Regions from separate parts of the Mus musculus genome. Here region 1 is linked to region 2. Evidence: chromatin contacts called from public HiChIP or PLAC-seq data. All regions are on one chromosome and are shown on one strand. The core of a region is the stretch at or near the end of the contact, and the rest is flanking DNA. Distances in the headings are between cores, read along the strand shown.

Region 1 (3,495 bases), core at 630-3,129, 250 kb after region 2:
ACTACACACAAAATGAGTTTTCAGAGGTAAAATGTCAGGGGTCGGGAGAATTTTAGAATATCCAAAAAATGCATTGGAATAAAATAGTCATGATGCTACAAGCATTGTGAACTAAAAAAAAAAAAAAGGCATAACTGTGTTGTGAAGTGAAAAGGAAGAACACAGCCAGGTGTGGTGGCGCACACCTTTAATCCCAGCACTCGGGAGGCAGAGGCAGGCGGATTTCTGAGTTCAAGGCCAGCCTGGTCTACAAAGTGAGTTCCAGGACAGCCAGGGCTATACAGAGAAACCCTGTCTCGAAAAAAAAAGAGAGAGAGGGCTGGTGAGATGGCTCAGTGGGTAAGAGCACCTGACTGCTCTTCCGAAGGTCCAGAGTTCAAATCCCAGCAACCACATGGTGGCTCACAACCATCTGTAACAAGATCTGACGCCCTCTTCTGGTGTGTCTGAAGACAGCTACAGTGTACTTACATGTAATAAATAAATAAATCTTTAAAAAAAAAAAAAGAGAGAGAGAAGGAAGAACACACACACACACACACACACACACACACTGTGATGGCTCTTCTTAGTTGTCAATCTAACTGCATCTGGAATTAGCTAAAACCCAAGCAGCTGGGGACACCTGTGAGGAATTTTTCTTGATTGAATCATTTGAGGTTGGAAGACCCACCCTCTTATGGATCTTCTGAAATGGGAAGTGTCACTTTTGATCTGGACCGCATATTCTGGTGGCAGTTTGGTGGCAGGTTTACTTTTTCACTGCCATTACAGTCTACTTCTTTGGTATTCTGATGTGTACTGAAGACCGGCTTGAGATATTCAACTTCTTTAACTGATCAACCACTGGATTCGTGGACTTTCCATCAGTAGACAGCCATTGTTGGATTAGCTGGACCACAGCCTGTAAGCCACTCTAATAAATCAACGCCCCTCTTATGTGTCATGTGTGTGTGTATTATTATACGGTTCTGCTCCTCTAGAGAATCCTGACTAATATACATATACACACAGATATGCACACATATATATGTACATATACACATATTGTAAGCTAATCTAATAAATCCTCTTTATATGTATACACATACATACATACATACATGTGTTTATATATGTGTGTGTATATATATGATATATGTATGTACACACATACATATATATTCTATCAGTTCTGTTCCTCTAGAGAACCCTAATATACATATATAGATAGATAGACATTTAAATACATATACACATAAACATACATATACACACATGCACATGTATACATCCATATACATATATACACTTATACACAACGTTCATAAATATATACATACATATATAATGGTGATAATTGCAAGAAATACATGATTTGTACACATGTCATTTGTGAAACTCTACATACATATTTAGCACATAGGTGATAAATAGATGCTAAATTCTCAGCTTCGGAAGAGAGATGGCGTTCATTGGTAAACGTGATTGAAAGATGACAGTAACTAAAAAAATGCGGATAGCTTGTCTCTAGAGAGAAGTTTTAGGATCGGGGGACTCTTTCTCCTGTTTCTCAATAAGCCTTTGAATGTTCTGAAATTTTAAGTCATACACACATGACTAAAATGTAGAATTTAAATTTGAAACGAATCAGCAGAAACACATGAGTTGGTGACACTTTCAGTTGATAAACTGCTTTCAAGTCCACTTGACATTCAAAGCACCTCAGCACTTCTTTGTGGTAGATTCACCACACCAGAGCAGCTGACCTACAATTCTGTGTGGTAGATTCACTACACCAAGCAACTGACCTACAAATCTGTGTGGTAGATTCGCCACATCACAGCAGCTGACCTACAATTCTGTGAGGTAGATTCACCACACCACAGCAACTGACCTACAATTCTGTGTGGTAGATTCGCCACAACACAATAGCGGACCTGTATACCTTTCAGATGATCACTGTCAGGGTGTTACACGGAAACAAGAAAACTATGGCTGTGTTGCTGCTGAAAGTGAACACTTGTGTTTGAGCTCAAAGCTTCCCTAAAGCGTGTGAACTGAAGACTTCGGTGTAGGCAGATAGAGGCAGACGGACCTACACCTCATGTTAGTCACCACTCCTATTTGGACAGTTGACTATCCCTGAAGAGGGCTCTCTTCTGTGTGGTATGAACATCCGTCCACCATAGCTGATGACCTCTTTGCAGGGTCTTCGTCCTCAGCTCAAATCTTAGGCTTCCTGCCTGCCAGTGGATCAGGTTGCTTAGGCAGTGTTCAGCATATCCCAGTTTTTAAATTAATCTAAACTTTAAGGATTAATGAAGCTGGTGTGATTTAGAAACCCTAAACCAAAACACATGGGGTACTTGACTCTTGTCCCACGGCTGCCTCTGAGAATCCCCCTTAGTTTCCTTACTTATTAATGGAAATATTTCTACAGAACACTGTCAGGCATCTTAGAGTTGTGACAGTTCCAAGTTCGCCCAAATGCTTCTAATGTTAGATTAAGTTACAATATAAAGTAATTGAGACTTTTTGATGATCCTTTTGATACTGAGACTTTTTGATGATCCTTTTGATACACGTATAATACAGGAGTTAAAAAAAAAAGTACAACATAGAACTAAGCTATGAGGCAAACAAAATATCTCAGTGAGAAGTGCTCATGATGTTTGTAGAATAAAACACAGGAGTGTTCCTTTCCGTACTGGTTATGTATATACCATGTGACATCTCAGGACAAATGATATTTCACCGGTTACAATGCATTTGCTAGCCTGCCAAACACATATGGTCTAAATATCCCTATTAAGCAACTAACTGCTTTAAACATTAAACCCTATCATTTGATTCTATACACATCACAACTTGTTTTATCTATCAGTCATGTTACTGTTGCCAGCCAGGGCAAAGACTGACTTCACAGAGTCAAACAAATACCTTAAAAACATATGTCACCAATACTCAGTTAATTAAAAAATTAACTATACTAGGAAACAATGTCAGACTCTAACATAAAAATAATCAGTAACTATACACTGTGTACCACTGAAGAAAGAGTCCCTTAATTTAATCACTGTACTTAATAAAAATCACAACAAGCATAGCATATAGTGGCAAAGTCATGCCACGCCCATGGAGGCTACACTCAACTTAGTTTGCTATTGGGCAGCAACAGGGGCAGGTGACCGGTCACTGCTGTATGTCAGTTACATTTTCCTTAATCAGCTGTTACTTCTGGCAAATACCATGCCACATAGGGGGATATGTGTTACTAGAAAAAGAAAAAGAAAGCCACCTCATGCTGGCAAATTGACTAAGTGGGTAAAGACATTTGTTGCCAAGCCTAATGGCCTGAGTTCAATCTCTGGGACCCACAAGGTAAGTGGGGAGACTTGACTTCTACAGGTTGTCTTCTACCTCCACCTGGGCCCATGATGCATGGGTACACACACACACACACACACACACACACACACATACACACACACACACACACACACACACACACAT
Region 2 (3,575 bases), core at 544-3,043:
ACTGTAAATATTTTGAAAAAATACTTTCAAAAGTTAAAGAGAAACAAGGATCTTGACATATTAGATACCGGGCCTTGAAGACAGTTTTTGGTGTCAGCTTCATTATTTTTTTTCCCAGATCTCATTTCACAGAAGACATGTGTAACTCCACACTCAATTTCCCACAAAATTTTCTGAAAGAAATCAAAGGCCTCTTAACTAAAACAAAGAGCAATTGACCCTGTAGCTTGTTCATTCAAGAGTGAGGAGAGTACATTAGACCAAAAACCACACGCAAAAATTGTCTTAACAATTCAGCCAGCCACCGAAATCAATACATCAACGTGCCACAGCCATATCCACCTTTCACCCCAGCACTTGGGAGACAGAGGCCAGTGGATCTCTGAGTTTGAAGCCAGCCTGGTCTACAGAGTGAGTTCCAGGCCAGACAGGGCTACACAGCCAACAAGTCAAAAAACAAAACAAAATAAAAGCAACAAAACATCTAGAGAGGCAATATAAGCAAGGGAATCCAGCAGGTTTATTTTCTAATTCAAAACCTACAAACAGCTATATTCATGTTTGTAGTCACACACTTTGTTGAGAGCAAGAAGATATTTACAAATGTAGTTAAGATAACTAAAGTTATATTTTATTATGCTGAGGATTAGTATACAGTATTTACACTTTAAATTTCTAATTACAGTCTTAACCCTATCTTCCCAGGGCTGCTCACCTGGGTGACATATTTTAGCTTGTCAGGTTCAGTTTTTTTTTTCCTTTTTATTATTATTATTTATTCATTCTACATCCTAATGGTAGCCTCCCCTTCTGCCTGTGATCCCAGTCCCATCCTCACAAACACCTTCCCTTCTCAGAGAGGGGAGGAGACCCCCTTGGATACCACCTGATCCTGGGACATCAAATTGAAGCAAGACTACACACAACCTTTCCCATTAAGGCCTTACAAGCCAACAGAAGTTTTTGATTTGAGGCTCCTGAGGGCAGATTATGGTGGTGTCTTCTCATATGTGCAGCGCAGAGCATTGTCTTAGTCTCCAATTATATACTGTTCACTGGGGATCATGGGGTTTTAGGATTGTTATTTGGAGTGAGTGATGTCAGAGTTTTGGTTATTAGTCTTGGGTGTTTAAAAGGCATTTTTTTTTACTATGTTCATTACACACTTATATACATTTTCTACCTCTCCTACACTTATATATAAATACATCACACCGATCGCCTAATTGCCATTAGGTGTTGACTGGGTACGGAACAACCTGTCAGCCACCTAAATCGGGTCACTAGAGCAAAAGTTGTAAAATCCGTAAATGTAAAAAATTAAGATTAAAGAGGCAGGGTCTGAGAAGAAGACTTTGAAAGATGAAGCAAAATCTCTGTGGTGACGGTGTAAAAGAACTTCCACCGAAAGTATGTCTTTAAAATGCGGAGGGCTCCGTTCATGGGCCCACCGCCCGCCTCAGGCCCTAAAGAGGGTCTGGCAGGTTTCTGCTGTTGTCCTCCGTCAGGATCCCCTGCCTCTCTGCCAGTGCTAGCTAGTTCTGGCTGCTGAGCACACAGCACAGCCTGGCACCCTGGCGACCCTAAGCCGCCAAGTGAGAAAGAAGCTTCTAGAAACCATGCGGGCCTCCGATGGGGGGCCGCGGGCGGAGGACGGGGGCCCCGAGGGGGGACGCTGCTCACCTGAGCTCCTCACAGAACCTGGCTCCGGGCTCTGCGAGCCCCGAGTTCCTCACCGCCGAGCTCCTCACACAGCGCACCGTTCCTCCCCGACCAGCACGAGCGATTCAAACTGCCCGCCGCCGCCGCCCCTCTTCCCTCCCGCTCACTTCCGGTCCCGCCCAGCTAGCCTCCACGCCCATTGGCCATGGCGAGAGGCTTTCGACCAGTCCTCACCCGGCTTCTCGGTGAGCCGCCTCTGATTGGCCCTTTTGGACGACTGTTTAAAAACAAGCAGAGCCGGCGGCGGAGCCTGCGCAGACGTCGGATGCACTGGCGTTGCCTAGAGACGGGCTCCGCACGCTGGGAGGAGCGGACTGCGGGTCTGAATGAGGGTTAAACCCTGAGCGGCTGGGCGGGCTTGAGGAGCAGGGTAAGGTGAGGTCTGTGCTGCGGGGAGGCCGCTCGCTCTAACCGTAGGACAAGCGTAAGGTGTTAGCTCTGAGGGGATTATTATTATAAAAGTTAGCTGCGAAGTTGATTATTACTTTAAAAGTTGGCGCGCACCTGCCATAGCAGCCCTGCGGAGGGCGTTTGGAGGACAGCCTGGCTATAGACAAGAGTCCTTGTCTCGAAAAGAAAAGAAGAGGGGAGGGGAGGCGGGGGGTGGGGGGGCGGATAACAGAGGCACAGTATAACAAATAATCTGAACTTGAATCTAGACATGCATGCAAAACTCAACTGCTGACCTCTCTGTCATCTCCATATTTTCAAAATCTGGATATGCGATTCGCATGGGTTGTGGTGGCTCACGCCGACAGGATTTACTGAATATGAGATCCGAGGGGAACACTTCATCAGATTCAAATATTCACAAGGCTCTTCTAAACTGAGTATACTGCTTCCACTTTCCTAATAGCACCTAAATGCCTAAATATTTTTCTTTAAAAGTAAATATCCATAGGAGGTATGGGATGTGATGCAAACGGAGGGTGGATAGGGGCGGGGGTATGGAATATGGAGTGTGGAAAATAAATTTAAAATAAAATAATTTTAAAAAAAGAAGTAAATATCCTTGGAATTGTAGAGGTGGCTCAGCAGTTGCTGCTCTTGCAGAAGACCTGGGTACAGTTCCTAACATCCACATAGTAGGTCACAACTATCTATAAATCCAGCTCAGGGAATCTGATTCCCTTTTCTGGGCCCACAGGCAACAGGTATGTAACGACATACGTGCTGGCAAAACATGCATGCACATAAAATTAAAACATAAAAATGCTCTCAGTTCCTCTTTCCTCTCCAGTGATCCCTCTCATTGTCTCTCTGCTCACATCCCATTTCTTTTTAGGGTCACTTAGTGCCCAGGGCTTATCCCAGCACCCAGTTTCCCCAGGAAGGCAGCTAAGAGTTACAGAGTCAGATGGAGACCAAAGCTGCTTTATCTTTGGCAGTTCTCTTTGCTATTCTGTAGCCAAAGACTACTTACTTTTAGCAATTTCTCTGACTTTAATTCTTTGCTATTGTATGTCCAAAAGCTGCTTGCTTTCAGGAGTTTTTCTCTTTAATTCTTTGCTATTCTAAGACCTCTGGTTTCTGGTAATTTGACTCCAACTGATAGCAACAAGAGTATTAGAAAAAAGGCTTAGTTTCTCTCTGACTCAAGGACCCCTCCATGGCCAGGCTAGAGGCTTGGAGTCTGTTAACTCTTTGTGAGCCAGAGAGAAAAGAAGAGGAAGAAAGAATTCAAACACACAACTACACACACACACTCTGGCCCTGCCGGACCACCTGTCTCAACAATTTCACAAGTGTTCATGCCAACTTACATAGATACACATATACCTACATATTATTTATGTACATACACATGGACAAACGGACATAGACATATATTCATTTGGTGAATGGGGCTGAGC

Evidence for each region. HiChIP or PLAC-seq counts read pairs in DNA pulled down with a chosen protein or histone mark.
Region 1: a contact with region 2 is called in an H3K4me3 HiChIP or PLAC-seq map of the SCID.adh cell line, with 9 read pairs. The contact joins the enhancer-like site here to the promoter of Cenpf in region 2. A contact is called at or near these places in 12 of 484 Hi-C or Micro-C datasets (the C2C12 cell line, CD8 T cells, bone marrow-derived macrophages and 7 more), 11 of 115 datasets of contacts at active chromatin or transcription factors (the 230-238 cell line, the SCID.adh cell line, embryonic basal ganglia and 6 more) and 2 of 9 other capture datasets (adipose tissue and liver).

The regions. Positions count from the first base shown.
Region 1 is chr1:189,940,177-189,943,671 of GRCm38.p6, forward strand. No RefSeq gene overlaps it. Among named protein-coding and RNA genes, the nearest start is that of Smyd2, 20 kb to the left of the region's middle. Within about 2 kb of position 1,880, at least 11 of the 459 cell types and tissues checked have an H3K27ac peak or open chromatin away from gene starts, as enhancers often do. A contact at or near this core is called in the SCID.adh cell line, where this site is marked.
Region 2 is chr1:189,686,293-189,689,867 of GRCm38.p6, forward strand. Cenpf (centromere protein F) reads right to left here and starts at 1,794. Exons shown (of 18, transcript NM_001081363.2): 1 at 1,684-1,794.